Linked DNA regions of Danio rerio: region 1 is linked to region 2. A link is a contact called in public HiChIP or PLAC-seq data. All regions are on one chromosome and are shown on one strand. The core of a region is the stretch at or near the end of the contact, and the rest is flanking DNA. Distances in the headings are between cores, read along the strand shown.

Region 1 (7,075 bases), core at 737-3,236, 150 kb before region 2:
ATTGAATTCAAATTATGTTATATTTTATTTGTGATCAAATAAATGCAGTTTTGGTGAGTGATTCTTATACTAACTAATTATTATAGGGTAATATTGTATTTTCCAATGTTTATTATTCCAGCCTAAACCACGGCGAATGAAGCTCTGCACAAGACTTTTGGCCAGCGGAGAAATTAAAATGGTCGTGCCCAACTGAGTCTGGTTCCCTCAAGGTTTTTTTTCTTCACTCCCATCAGGTGAAGTTTTTTTTCCCTCTCCGCTGTCGCCACTCCCTCGCATGGTTCAGGATTGGTAGAGCTACGCATCGATGAATTTGCTCTTCAGTGTTTGAACTCTCAGTAATGATTAAATCACACTGAACTGAGCTAAACTGAACTGAACTGAACTTAAACACTAAAACCTGAACCACACTGTTCCAGTTACTATGACCATTTATGTGAAGCTGCTTTGACACAATCTACATTGTAAAAGCGCTATACAAATAAAGCTGAATTGAATTGAAATGAATATTAAGGTTTTATTTTAATGTTTAAATATTTTAATTATATTTTAATTATTAGCACCCCTTTGACTTTACTATATATATTTTTTTATATTTCTCAAATTATGTCTAACAGAGCAAGGACATTTGCATATTATGTCTGATAATATTTTTTCTTCTGGAGAAAGTTATTAGCCCCTTTAGGCTATATATTTTTGATAGTCTACAGAGTAAACCATCATTATACAATAAATTATCTAATTACCCTAACCTGTCTAGTTAACCTAATTAACCTAGTTAAGCCTTTAAATGTCACTATAAGCTGTATAGAAGTGTCTTGAAAAATATCTAGTCAAATATTATTTACTGTCATCATGGCAAAGATAAAATAAATCAGTTATTAGAAATGAGTTATTAAAACTATTATGCTTAGAAATGTGTTGGGAGAAAGTTCTCTCCGTTAAACAGAAATTGGGGAAAAAATAAACAGGAGGGGCTAATAATTCTGACTTCAACTGTATATGTGGTGAGGGAACATTTGATATTCATCAGTTCTTTATTTTTCTCAAAACTGGATGATGAACTTTATATGCATTGAGGATGCTGGCAATGCATAATAAAAACAAAGCACGTTTCTACATTTTCCGGAGGTTTCTATAGACCCAAGTTAAATACAAAACATTTTTGAAAAGAAATTGCATTCAAATACGATTGTAGTTCAAGACTGATTTGATTTTCATAAATATACGTTAATATCAAATCTTTACAACACCACTAGAGCCTACATCTGAGCAAGTAACCAAACCAAATATTAGCAACTACAACTAATCAGCTTTTAATATTCTACTTTGAATGCAAGAACGTCCTCTGATACATCTTAATACAAATAAGTGGGTCTCATTTTACAAGCATTTTAACAGCATAGTAACTTCATGCTTCCTGACGTAACGTTATGCTAACTCTGCTAGCTGTTTATCAACAGGCTGGAGAGCACAAAAAGCACAAGTATGACAACATTTATAGCCATTATGTAGTTAAATTCCCACACAGTCCCTATTTACGTCTAAAACGATCACAATAAACATAAAATAATTCAAATGAAGTTGCAAAAACCCAGCGAGCATACAAGTCGAAACACATGCATACACTTTCATTACGTTAACATATATCGGCGCTCAAACAGCTATCAACTTACAGGTTCACAACTAAAATGATAATTTTAATCAATAATTTATTATATAATTGTATTAAAATGTAAACTGGCTATTTTTGTGCGTATTCACCTTCTTCCGAGTCTCTGCCTCTGAAACTGCGATCTTCATCTTCATCAACGCTATCTAGCTCTTCCTCGTCGTTATAATAATCCACCATGGGTGACAATAAAGTCGAGGCCATTTATTAGTTTAAAATATTGATAACACCGCAGGAAACACCAACGTGTAAACAATCACACAGCACCGACAACGTTTTCAGTCTGTCGAGCCTCTTCTTTTTTTCAACGGGAGGGTAGGCCGAGGAATCTGATTGGTCGAGATGCTCGAGCAGCGCATGATGGGAAATGTAGTATGAACCGCTTGTGCGCAATTATGACATAAGGGAAAGAAGAAATGGGAAGGGGGAGAGAGAGAAAGAGAGAGTACTCTGTCCGCGTATTGTTCTTATTATCATTCAAGGAACAAGAAGAATTTCTGAAGTTAATAAGGCTAAACACTTCTCAATCATGAAACCTTATAACGTTCAGGTAAGCGTACGGAATGTCATTTTGAAATGACTTATGAGAAAAGACATGCTCATCTATATTTTAGTGTCGCTATTTACGTCTGTTGAATGAATGACACAGAACGAGTTTCATTTTCATCTCACAGACTGCTTTGGCTACGGTTTTCTTGCCCATTCACAAACACCGAATGTTTGTTTTTAATCATTATTGACATTGTTTCTGACGAACAAAGTGGAATCAACTGTAAGTGAATTATATTTAATATTATTTTGGAAAAATATAAATATTAACTGTAGTAAAATAATTACTGTATTCAGTATTCTGACAGCCTCTCAATTGTATTGCGTAATCTACTACTACTGCTGCTGCTAGTACTACTACTAGTCTAGGTTCCTTCAACTATTACTACTTTACGAATGTAATAATATAATAATAATATAGTCTAAAATATGATATAGAGAATTGTATAATAATAATAATAATAATATTAATAATAATTCGTTTAAGAAATGCAACAACAATGAACAACATTTTACATTGATTGTAAATAACAAAGCAACAACAAAGCTATTTAAAATAAAATATAAAAGCTAACAACACTTATTTAGGGATCTGTTATCGATTTACATATTTAACTAATAACAGGTGTTATTAAATGGTTTGATGGTTTGATGAATTAGCAAGAAAACCAATCCAACCTCTGCTTGTTCAATCTAACTACACATAAATTGAATACTATATTATATTGACTGGACAGGTGAAATAATTTACGGTAAACCATCTATCTAATTATCATTTGACTGTGTTATAATCAATTTTCTGATAGCTACTGTCATTTCTATTGTGTCTAGGGGAGTTGTTCCTCATCCAACCGGCAGATGGCGGCGTTGAGTTTAAAAAGCGGTTTGACTCGCGAGATCGTTTATCAGCGCTGTTACCTTGTAGCAGGTACGATGGGTTTTTAAAAGCGTCAGATGCTTGTCAGCTCTTTGTCAGTCGCGCGGGGTTTATTGCGACATCCACGCTGGATACCATAAAATGAACTGCATGGGCGATTTATAATCACACAGACGGTCGAGATAGTCATGACGTCTGTCGAAAATAAACAAGTTGATGCGTTTTCAGGTGCAGGAGCACCAAGACGCCGATTGCAATGAGTTTGGAAGTTTATTTCCTTCGACATCCCACCTTACAAGGGCTACAGGAGAAATAAAGTGGATCTGTACTGTTCCTTATTGAGGATAGCGCTCATTCGTCTGAAGAAGACATTTGCTTATAACTGGACTTCTATGGAGTTGGACCTGGATTAAAGATAAAGCTTTGCTTGTCTGGGTAAGGTCGTTTTTTTTTGGCATACAGATTTATTATGGCCTCGTTAGACTGTCTGTTTTGTCTTTCAGGGCATGTTTTATTTGTGTTACGCTCCGTCGTCTGTTAAAAGCGTCTTTATCGTATCTGGTGTCACTATTTGCGTCTCCATAGATTCCCTCTGCGCTCGATTGATTTTCCCTTGCTGAACCTTTACGCCTGTTTCACACCGCAAGCGTCAGCGGCGCGTGAGCAGAGCGTGAGCAGCGCGTATGTCGAGCAGTAGCAGCACGCAGGCGTTTGCCTTTCACACCAGCTGCGTCTGCAGCGCGCAGCTCTTCGGCAGCTGCTGCTGAGATCAACCTATCTCTGTCTATTCTATCTAGTTACCCCTCTATATACAAATACACTTTTTAAACTTTTCATCTGTACCAAGGCCCCTCCTATGCTGTTTCATTAACCTGCAAATGTTTATTTAACAAATTTTATAGATCAAATAGTACTGTATGCTTCTAAAGCTAACTTATATGAGAATTGTCTACAGTCAGAAGACAATCGCCTGTGATATCATGTCATTTGTTTTTTGATTATCAGGTTGCTGTAGACCTAGTTATAATCATATTTATACAATATAGTTATAATGATATTTATACATGATCAAACTAGTGTTAATTTCTCCGCTTCAGTGATGTCCAGCGGCAGAATAACAGCTCGTTAATTCATGCTCGTGCAGATGATGAGACGGACAAAAGTAATTAATGCATGTCATTCTTTTACTTATTTTCGTGTTGTCAGATTCACAGTGCAAACAGCTCCCGGTAGGAATAACTCGAGTGAACATAAAACAAAGCCGATTAAAACTTTCTTCCTCTGCTTAGCTGCACAGAACACAGCGAGCTCACATCATCCAGCATGCGTGTCGCACTACACTACCCACAATACACTTCGCTATGGACTACAAATCCCGTAAATATTCTATTTCCCCTCTCCTACAACACTAGTGTGCAACTTAAGCAAAACTGATAGTAAAATTGTTTTACATTCGGTTTTGTAGTTTGGGCCTAAATAAATGTTTGTTGCCGTTTTTAATCGTTTTAAGTTCATTTGAATGACTATATATAAACCATTTGACATTATTAACGCATTTATTGGGTAAAATTGCTACTTTTTACTGTCATTCAATGTGTTTTGGTCATTATCAATGCACTGTCACTTTAATTGAGCGTGAGCAGCGCGTCAAAAATAGACCCAGCGCCGAAACTATCGCTGCACTGCTGCTTCGGCGACGCTCACGCCTCGCTCTGACGCGCTGCTGCTGCGTGCGGTATGAAAGCTCTAATCTGTTAACATGGACGCCGAAAACACACGCGCTGCTCACGCTCTGCTCACGCGCCGCTGACGCTTGCGGTGTGAAACAGGCGTTAGACTTCACGAAGTAGAATATTTACTACAACTGCTCAAATGATACTCGTGTTTGTCTAAACCTCTTGACTAAACAGAGGACATCCAATAATTTTGGTTTTAGGGCTTATGTTTGCATTTGTTTTATGATCTAATGCAGTTTTTTGCTTGTGAGCTGTAAAGACAGTACATTCATAATTCTTAAGTTGGTAATTGACTTCCTTGTAATACAAGTATACCTTGTAATACTCAGTTTGAACTAACACACACACACACACACACACACACACACACACACACCACACCACACACACACACACACATATTGAGGTGAAGTTGGTTTTATATTCACACATTCTGACTCTCTCCTTAATATAATTTCAGAAAGGTATTGTTTGCAAACGCTAAATAGGGAAATCATATTAGCAGCCAATGACTATCAGTTTACAACGTTTACAGTCAAATAAATGGTGCTAATGTTGTTTTGAAGTCATATTTACATGTGATTTCAGTCAAATATCCATGTATCATGGTAAACAATATAGGGAGCGTGTGACAAGTTGTCACTGAATGAATGTGCAAACATAAAACCAACTTTACCTCAATCACACACCCATAAATCCACATATATTACATGCATACTTAGAAGAATAGAGAAATACAGACTAATGTAACACCTCAGCATGCTAAAAAGTAAGTTTAATTGTTTTTTAATTAGGATTTAATTTAATTTGGAAGTTTTGACTTTATAAAGGGTGACACGGTGGCTCAGTGCACTTGCTTGTTTGAGTCCTGGCTGGGTCAGATTGAAGTGAAGTTGTTTTTATATTCACACATTCGGACTTTCTTCTTAATAATATAATTTTAGAAAAGTATTCTTTCAACTCTAAATAGTGAAATCATATCAGGAGCCTGCGACTATCAAAGTACAACAATGTTTACAGTCAATTAAATAGTGCTAATGTTGTTTTGAAGTCATATTTACATGTGATTTCCGTCAAATATTAAAAGTATCATGGTAGACAATATTGGGAGTGTGTTGTCACTGAACGAATGTGCGAATAAAAAACAACTTTACCTCAGTCACACACGCATACATCCACATATACTTGGAAGAATAGTGAAATACAGACAAATGTAACATCTCAGCACTCTATAAAGAGAATTTAATGTTTTTTTTATTTAGATTTTAATTTAATTTGACAGTTTTGACTTTATCAATGGCACCACGGTGGCTCAGTGGTTAGCACTGTCGCCTCACAGCAAGGAAGTTGCTGGTTTGAGTCCAAGCTGGGTCAGTTGGTATTTCTGTGAGGAGTTTGCACGTCCAAAGACAAGCAATAGGTGAATTGTGTGTGTAGTGTATGTGTGTGAATGAGTGTGTAGGGATGTTTCCCAGTACTGTCTGGGCATCTGCTGTGTAAAACCTATGCTGGATAAGTTGGCGGTACATTCCGCTGTGGTGACCCTTGATGAATAAAGGTACTAAGCCAAAGAAAATGATTGAATGACTATCAATTGTTATAATAAAACATGTTTTTGTAATATGCAGTGAAGTTAGATGAGGATTGGAATTGCCAACACAATATGTAGACTTGTTTACACAACACACTGAAAAAGATTTTCAAAGATGATTCCTTGAATTTACTTAATTTTTTATGTTAAGTGTTGTAAACAATTTATTTGGGCTGGATTTAAACACACAAATTAAGTTGAACATTATTAAACTTAATTTGTTTGTTTAAATTCAACACAAATAAATTGTTTGCAACAGTTCTGCATGCAACACTTTTTTCAGTACGTTCCAATATATGAGTATGTCTGTGTAAATGAATGTACAAACATTTAAATGTACATTTTTCTCATGGAAATGTTGCAACTAATGGAAACAAGTACAGATTACAGTGAAATTCTGAGGGCAAACGTAAAATCTCAGCATTGAAAAAGGAGATACTTGTATAAAAAGACAACATTTTAAGTTAACATCTATCCTGAAAATGTTCACGATACATAATCTTGTTTTTTTCCTTATTGTATCCTCACATGCTCCTATTTTTACCCATATATGATTGTTTTGCTCTGAAATAAGAGGATACAAGTTGCTTTGCATACTGAGTCGAGATGTCATGCACTTTATTTCCGTGTGTGTGAATAGTGTCTAACTG
Region 2 (7,673 bases), core at 3,230-5,729:
TGTTCATCTTCTGGTATTTTAGAATAAATCCAGGAGCACTGTTGTGGGACGTGTTGTGTGAACATAATGGGTCTTTTTGTCTACGATCGGGTAAGAATTTCTTCAACATGTGCAGGAAACACATCATGTTAGTAGACATGTGGGTAACCGCAAGAGTGGCTAACAATGACAGGCCTTATATGCTACACAAAACAGCACTAATAGGATCATTAATAGAGCATATCACCTTCTACGAGGTCTTTAGACTTAAAATTTAATATAAGATTTGCAATCCTTAAAGTCTGTGTAAAATCAAAATTTGCAATGTTTCTTTTGTTAGCGCACATCGTTATACTTTAGGTGAAGTTAATCTACTGAAAAGCAGCATTTGTATTGGTCATTTTCTTTCTTTTTTTTTAGTGATCTTTTTTATTTTCTCAAAAAGGTTTTACAATTGCATCAGGTACATGTCAGAGATCACACATCTGAATACACTCACAAATATAAGCACAAATTCTGTACATCCACTTTCTCTTTCAGCAATATATGGTTTCCTTTTGTGCTCATGTACACTAATGTTACACTAATGAAAAAACAAAAATAATTAATTGTAATAAAAAACTAATAATAATTCAATTTAAAAAGGGAGGGGGACAATTAAGTAAAAATACATGAATAAATCAGTAAAATAAGATATACATACACATCAGCAACAAAACTATGTACATGTAGGGAGTGATCCGTCCGATTTTAGGTTAACAAAAAGGTTCAGGTCTATGGATCCATTTTTCCCAGAATGAAATAAATTGTTCCATTTTCTGATTTACAAATGTGGTCATTTGCTCCATTTTATAAATTTCTATTGTAATTTCTATCCACGCATTTAGGGTAGGACTTTTATGTGGCAACCTTTTTTTGTAATGCTCTTTTTGACAGCTACCAACAAAATATTCATTAGATATTTATCCATTCCTCAGGTATATGTCCAAAAAATAGAATTTTACAATCAATGGGTTGTTTTGGTCATTTTAAATCAAAATCTGACCATTTGCTTTAGTGTTTGGAGTGGCAGTCCTTCTCTGATGTCAGTTTGACAGCTTCAGCCACAATATTCACAATATGCCCCTTTAGTTTGCTATGTGGGAATGATGCCTAAAAAAAGCCCCGCCCCTACTCAATATTCTGTTTCAGTAGGAAGTACATCAACATACTAAACTAAAAGTCTCAACAACTTCTGATTCACGCCAACCTTAAAAATATAGTTTCTGTCAACTCATAGCAAAAAATAAAAAAATGTTGGCAATTCTTATTGTAATCAATCAACTGGGGAAATATTGTGATAACTTTTAGTTGTTTTTAGTTTGTTTTTATACCTTATTTTATAGCCTAAATGTGTAAACATCTCTTACAGTAGCACTGGCTAGCTTAAAATGACATGATATTATCTAATCTCTTACCAGTTCCCTTCGGGGGTCCTGCGCCAACATAGTCTGACATGACGCATCCACTGGAGACGTCATTACCTTTCACGTTGACCACAAGGAAGTGATGCCATTCCCTGAGATTAAACACAGCAATTAAAACAGATTAAGTATCCTGCCTCAAACATGTACAGATGAAGTCAGAATTATTAGCTCTCCTCTATATTTTTTCCCCCAATTTTTATTTAATAGAAAGATTTTTCAACACATTTCTAAACATTATAGTTTTAATACCTAATGTCTAATCACTGATTTATTTTATCTTTGCCCTGATGACAGCACATAATATTATACTAGATATTTTTCAAGACACTAGTATTCAGCTTAAAGTGACATTTAATGGCTAGGGTTATAGTAAGGGTAGGGTTAGGGTAAGTTAGGGTAATTAGGCAAGTCATGGATAAAAATATTGCTTAATAATATTGACCTTTAAAATGTTTTTAAAAAATTATCAATTATCCGAAATAAAACATATTAGACTTTTTCCAGGAGGTAAAACATTATAGGACATACTGTGAACATTTGCTCTGTTACACATCATTTGAAAAGGAAACAATAATTCACAGGAGGGCTAATAATTTTAACGTCAACTGTAAACTTTCTAGGGAGTCCTGAGAAAGTGTACAGTTTAGGATCTGATATGATGAATGGGACTGATCTGAAAACACACCGAAATTTGGGGTCTTTTCGGCTGGGTGCGTCTGGATCAGTCATGGCCAGCGTGTAGAGCTTACTCGGGTCACATCCTTCCCATTCAATAGATGTGGGCCGATTCTGCACCTGCAAAGTGAGTTTTACACTAAGCAAGAATACTATAATCTGAAATACTATAGATTATAATGCATAATGTTTTCCCAGAGATGGGTTGCGGCTGGAAGGGCATCCACTGCGTGAAAAACGTGCTGGATAAGTTGGCGGTTCATTCCGCTGTGGCAATCCCGGATTAATAAAGGGACTAAACTGAAAAGAAAATGAATGAATGATAATGCATAATGTAAATTTATAGATTTACAGTTAATAGATTTACAGTTAGCAGATCATTGGGATTTGCAGTCAAGCCTGAAATTATTTATACATACTCCTGGGGTGTAAATCATTTTGGGCTCAACTGTATATATTTTGATAATTGATAATGGCAATTTGATGCATTTGTACAGATAATTATGGAGACTGAACAAGAATATGGCCGAGAAAATTGTGGAATAATTTCAGGCTCACTATATATTTTGATAATTAATAATGCCGTTTTGCTGCATTGGTACAGATAATTATTGAGTATGAACAAGAATATGGTCAAAAAAGTGTATAATTAGATTAACTTCGATTTTATTTGATTAATTTTTATTGCACTTTAAGTAATGATCTGAAAAGTTAATTTAAATGTGGTCTTTCAATTACTGTGTGGTAAAAAAACTGTGTGCAAACAATTAGTTAATACAAACCAAATGTGGTTTATTATGTTCCACTTCAGTTGTTACATATGCATTTGTAATTATAAAACTTCATATATTCAATTGTTTATAATGCACCATAATTTGTAAGATTTTTAACTGAATCCCTGCATCATATATATACTGTAATCATGCAGAAAATAAACATGTAACTGTTGCATTTATATATCTACGTATATATATATAACATTATTATAATTATTTCCATATAAATAAATACATTTAACTTTATAAACACCTTTAAAATACATATTAGCTTGTAATTATTATTCAGTCAACTTCCAGAACTCTTTGCCCCATTTTATTATTTTTTTTATTATTATTATTGCTATGAAGGTCTCTGTTCTAATTCAGGCTTTGACCCATTAATTAGCATCTCTCTAATTTTGCATGAGGTAATGCAAAGTCAGGTCACGTGATCGTGGAATTTCTGGACAGATGCAACTTTTGCTGCATGCGACCGTTGTCCCCATTATATAACTACACACTGGCTGCATTCGTTTCAACGACCTTTAGTAAATTCAAATGCAACAAGAGCACATTTATACATTTAAATGATCAAAAATTTGTTAAAACAGTCGACCAGTTTTATTCCAAACATCAGCAAATCCTTTGTGAAGCATAGGCATCGCTAACGGGACGCCCTGGCCTATTTTCTACATGCGCGTTTTATGTTTCTCTGACCTGCGTGGGTGTGCACACTTTTCCCAGCGAGTCAATCTCCACAGAGTCATATTTGACAGTGAGAGGCTTTGCTGGCGGTTCCTCCACCTCTGTAAGCGCTAGAGAACCTGTCCATTCATTGATATCCACAGGCATGGTGACTCACGGCTGTTGTGCAAGAAGGGTTAAGAGATATAAACGCCGCTGTGCTGCAGATAAAGAAGAGCTTCTGTCTCCCCCTACAGTTTTGTTATGGTTTTTCACCGAACTCTGTAGCCGGTGGCACAGCCAATCATCTTGTAGCGACTGACCGTGCTCTTGATTTGGATTGGTCAAATGTCAACATTCTTTGCCCGCCTCTCATTTTGAGTGTTCGAATCATTTTCTGGAATCGGTTCTTTTGAACATTTTTGTGAACTTTTTTTGTACTTCACAGAGCAATTCAATACAATTTTATTTATATTGCACTTTAAAACAACAAAGTTGACCAAAATGGGAACGATAAAGGGTAAGTACTGTTACTTACATGTAGCAACGTTATATATAAAAGGGAAACAAAAGTGCAAAAACACAGAAGAATCAGAAGTTCATTAAGAATTTAAAGAAATTCCATGAAAAGCATGCACATATGTTTTGCAGTATTGATGGTTATTTGTTTGATAATATCTTACATTTAGAATAGTGATTTTTGAAGTATATATTTGGTTCTCTAATAACTATATATTTTACATATAACCTTTTGAATCATTATATTATTTCCATTTTTTTTTTGTTTTTCTTTTATCGATTGCGTTCATCGTGGGTAAAATAGTCTGCGTAATGATTAAAGTTTATTCAAACCGATTAAACACGATTGGTGTTGATACAGTCGTGTTGTATATTGTTTCATTTGAGTCATTTAAAAGATCCGATTCAAATGAAAAAGAATCTGACGCCGCTTACGTCGTACAGTCAGCTGAGGAGAACAAAATTAACACTTTATAAAGGGCTTTTTATTCTGTACTCGTTATTGTAGACGGCAAACATGCTAACCTATCTGTTAAGCTAGGTCATAGCAGATACGACGTTGTAAAATTTGTAACGGATGGTGAAACGTTCAGCCAGGCTTCTTTTGGGGCACCTATAACTCTGACAGGGGTCTTATCTTGTCGACAGTATGGCTGCCTTCAGTAGAGGCAGGCAGAGGGTGAAAACTCTCTGCTGTTTCAGGACTTTAATACTTTCAAGAAACTTTACAGGTAATACTTGTTAAATAACAAGAGATATTGTGGCAGTTACTTCGCCATATTATTTTTCTTAAGATGTCCGTACTCCTAATTTATTCCGAGAGACACACTACAGACAACTACTGTTTTGTTCTGCACCTGTCAAATTATATATCGTTGGTCTTTTTGGCTTTTCCTTACGCGTGTGTACCTCATGTGTACTTTGTCGCTCTCTATTTGTCCTTAAATTTTAGTTACAATTCATATTTAAAGAGACTGTATTGTTTATTAAAAACAAAACATTCCTGTAAACCTCCATTTCAACAGCACTTCCATAAGCCAGACTTTGTATTATTATCTAACGTTACATTCAGAAGGGTTTTAAAAGAGAAATCTGTTCATAATCTATTACATTTTGGCTATTCACTGTATTTTATGGAGTTATAACTCAACATACTATAATAAAAAATGATCTTGAGGAAATTGATGATTTTTTTTTTTTACCTAATGTCAAATTTTAATTTTTGTTCAAACGTTCTGTGTCAAACTTTATTTGTGTGTTAAAATTTCACTTACACATATTTTAAAAGTCTGTTTTGATAAAAACAGCATTTTAAAGTAAACCTTCACCTGAGCAGCCAAACTTTACAGTTTTATTATCTAATGTTACATTCTGAAGGTTTTTAAAAGAGGAAAACATTCATAATCACATTTTCTTCTGGCTGTTAGCAGTATTTTATGGAGTGAAAACTTAACATACCATAATAAATTTAAAAAAATTATCTTGAGGAAATTGAAAAAAGTAATATAAAGTTAATTGAAAACTTAATATTATGTTAAATTTGACTTTTTGGTCATTTTGGCTTTTCCTAAAGCGCTTTCCCCAACTGTTCTTTGTCACACTTAATTTGTGTGTTTAAATTTCAGTTACAACATATTTTAAAATGCTGTTTAATAAAAAGCTTTACAGTTTATTATTATCTAACATTACATTCTGAAGGGTTTTAAAAGAGGAATATATTCATAATCTATTACTTTCTGGGTGATAACATACCACAAATGGACTTTTGTGAAAATTGAAAAAAGAAACAAGTTTTTTTTTTTTTACTTTTGTGTTAGATTTTGTGTTAGAAATGTATTCATTTAGCACATAATTAAATATGCCTTATCTGCATGTTTAAAGTAGACTACTCTTTATTCCTCTGTGCAGGAAAATAGTAGCTAAACTATTAGCTAAAAAGCTAATTATTATGAACAGATTAATCTAAAAGTTTTAATATATTCATCCTGATCCCAGCAGGTAAATTTGATTATGATTTGGTGGTTATTGGTGGAGGCTCTGGAGGGTTGGCATGTTCAAAAGAAGGTACGAGTTTCCAATTGCTTCTCTTTTAAATTTACTCTTGTTTAAAATTACATTTAGCACAATGTTTCTTTTTTTTTTTTGGAAATGACATTTAACATTTTAACTTCACACTTTCATCATGCTTGACACTTTTTTTTTTTTTTTTTTTTTTTTGATTACAGCTGCCCAGTTAGGACAGAAAGTTGCTGTCTTGGACTATGTTGAACCTTCACTCAAAGGTACATACAAACCCATTTACAATTGGCAACTTGTTTCTGGGATTGTATGTGTGCTTATTACGCTTATGATTACTCTGCTCTTAGGCACAAAGTGGGGTCTCGGTGGCACGTGTGTGAATGTCGGCTGTATTCCAAAGAAGCTTATGCATCAGGCAGCACTGCTTGGCACTGCTGTCAAAGATGCTAGGAAGTATGGCTGGCAAATCCCAGAAACCCTGTCACATGACTGGTGAGTTTCATGGAATTAGATATTAGAGGCATATCGTAGCATGACTGCATCTAGAAGTGCTGTGTTATTAAGCTGTTTATTTTTTTACGGGTAACACAAAAGAAGATATTTTGAAAAATGTTGGAAACCTATATCCATTGACTTCCATAACATTTACTTTATCCTACTATCCATTTAAATGTTTTTCAGCTTTCTTCAGAATATCTTATTTTGTGTTCAACATAAAACAAATAAACTCAGATTTGTAGACAATGTAGAAAATATAAATAGCAAGCACATTTTCGTTTTGGGGTGAACTATCCCTTTAAGATTTTGTTTCAAAAAGAACGTCCACCCAAAGATGAAAATGTTCTCACTATTTACTCTTCCGTAAGTTATTATACACATTTGTTAGTTTCTGTCTTTTGTTGAACACAAAGGAAGATCTTTTGAAGAAAGCTGAAAACCTGTAACCATTGACTTCCATATTGTTTGTTTTTTCTATTATGGAAATCAGTGCTTACAGGTTTTCAGTTTTCTTTAAAAGAAGACTCTAACAGGTTTGGAACAAGTGAAAGGTGAGTAAACGATGGCAGAAGTTTCATTTTTGGGTGAGCTATCTCTTTAAGTGACATAAATAGAACTTTTAAAAAATAAGGCACAACACCATCTTGTGGTGAAACACCAGATGTCTGATGGGTCAGTTGCAAAGTTCAGCAGTCACTGCACTAGAGGGCACTCCAGGTCAGATGAAGAGAGTTTTTACAGATATTCAGTGCTGGTCTCAAATACAACTTTGCATACAATTTATTTATTAGTGTTGAAGATGATTTAGTGTTCTCCATGTACACTTCTGAGATGATCCACTTGCACCAACTTTGAAAACGGCCTTCTCCATCTTGAACTAAACATGATTAGATTAAATCTATTTATTCAGTGTTTGTTTAAATGTGCTTTTGTTTCATTTTTATATATTTATCTACTCTTTCTGTTTTTTGATGTATTTTTTGTCAGGGAAGAAACTGAGCCAGAAACTGAGAATCTATTTTCTTTATTTTTTATTCTATTATTTGGACACATTTCAACTCTCCAACTCTCCCCA

What was found. HiChIP or PLAC-seq counts read pairs in DNA pulled down with a chosen protein or histone mark.
Region 1: an H3K4me3 HiChIP or PLAC-seq map of gastrula embryo shows a contact between it and region 2, with 2.2 times the contacts expected there. The contact joins the promoter of suds3 here to the promoter of txnrd2.2 in region 2. A contact is called at or near these places in 3 of 18 Hi-C or Micro-C datasets (caudal fin, hematopoietic stem cells and an unstated tissue) and 1 of 4 datasets of contacts at active chromatin or transcription factors (gastrula embryo).

Annotation. Positions count from the first base shown.
Region 1 is chr5:16,227,258-16,234,332 of GRCz12tu, reverse strand. It overlaps suds3 (SDS3 homolog, SIN3A corepressor complex component), which reads right to left and starts at 1,986. Exons shown (of 12, transcript NM_001431113.1): 1 at 1,765-1,986. The coding sequence starts at 1,876. taok3a (TAO kinase 3a) reads left to right here and starts at 2,085. Exons shown (of 20, transcript XM_073951993.1): 1 at 2,085-2,222. It also overlaps a transcript of srrm4 not described here.
Region 2 is chr5:16,083,568-16,091,240 of GRCz12tu, reverse strand. txnrd2.2 (thioredoxin reductase 2, tandem duplicate 2) reads left to right here and starts at 4,479. Exons shown (of 17, transcript NM_001353396.1): 1 at 4,479-4,812; 2 at 6,077-6,145; 3 at 6,307-6,363; 4 at 6,448-6,592. The coding sequence starts at 4,731. pebp1 (phosphatidylethanolamine binding protein 1) reads right to left here and starts at 3,777. Exons shown (of 4, transcript NM_213323.2): 1 at 3,596-3,777; 2 at 2,131-2,240; 3 at 1,437-1,537. The coding sequence starts at 3,730. It also overlaps a transcript of srrm4 not described here.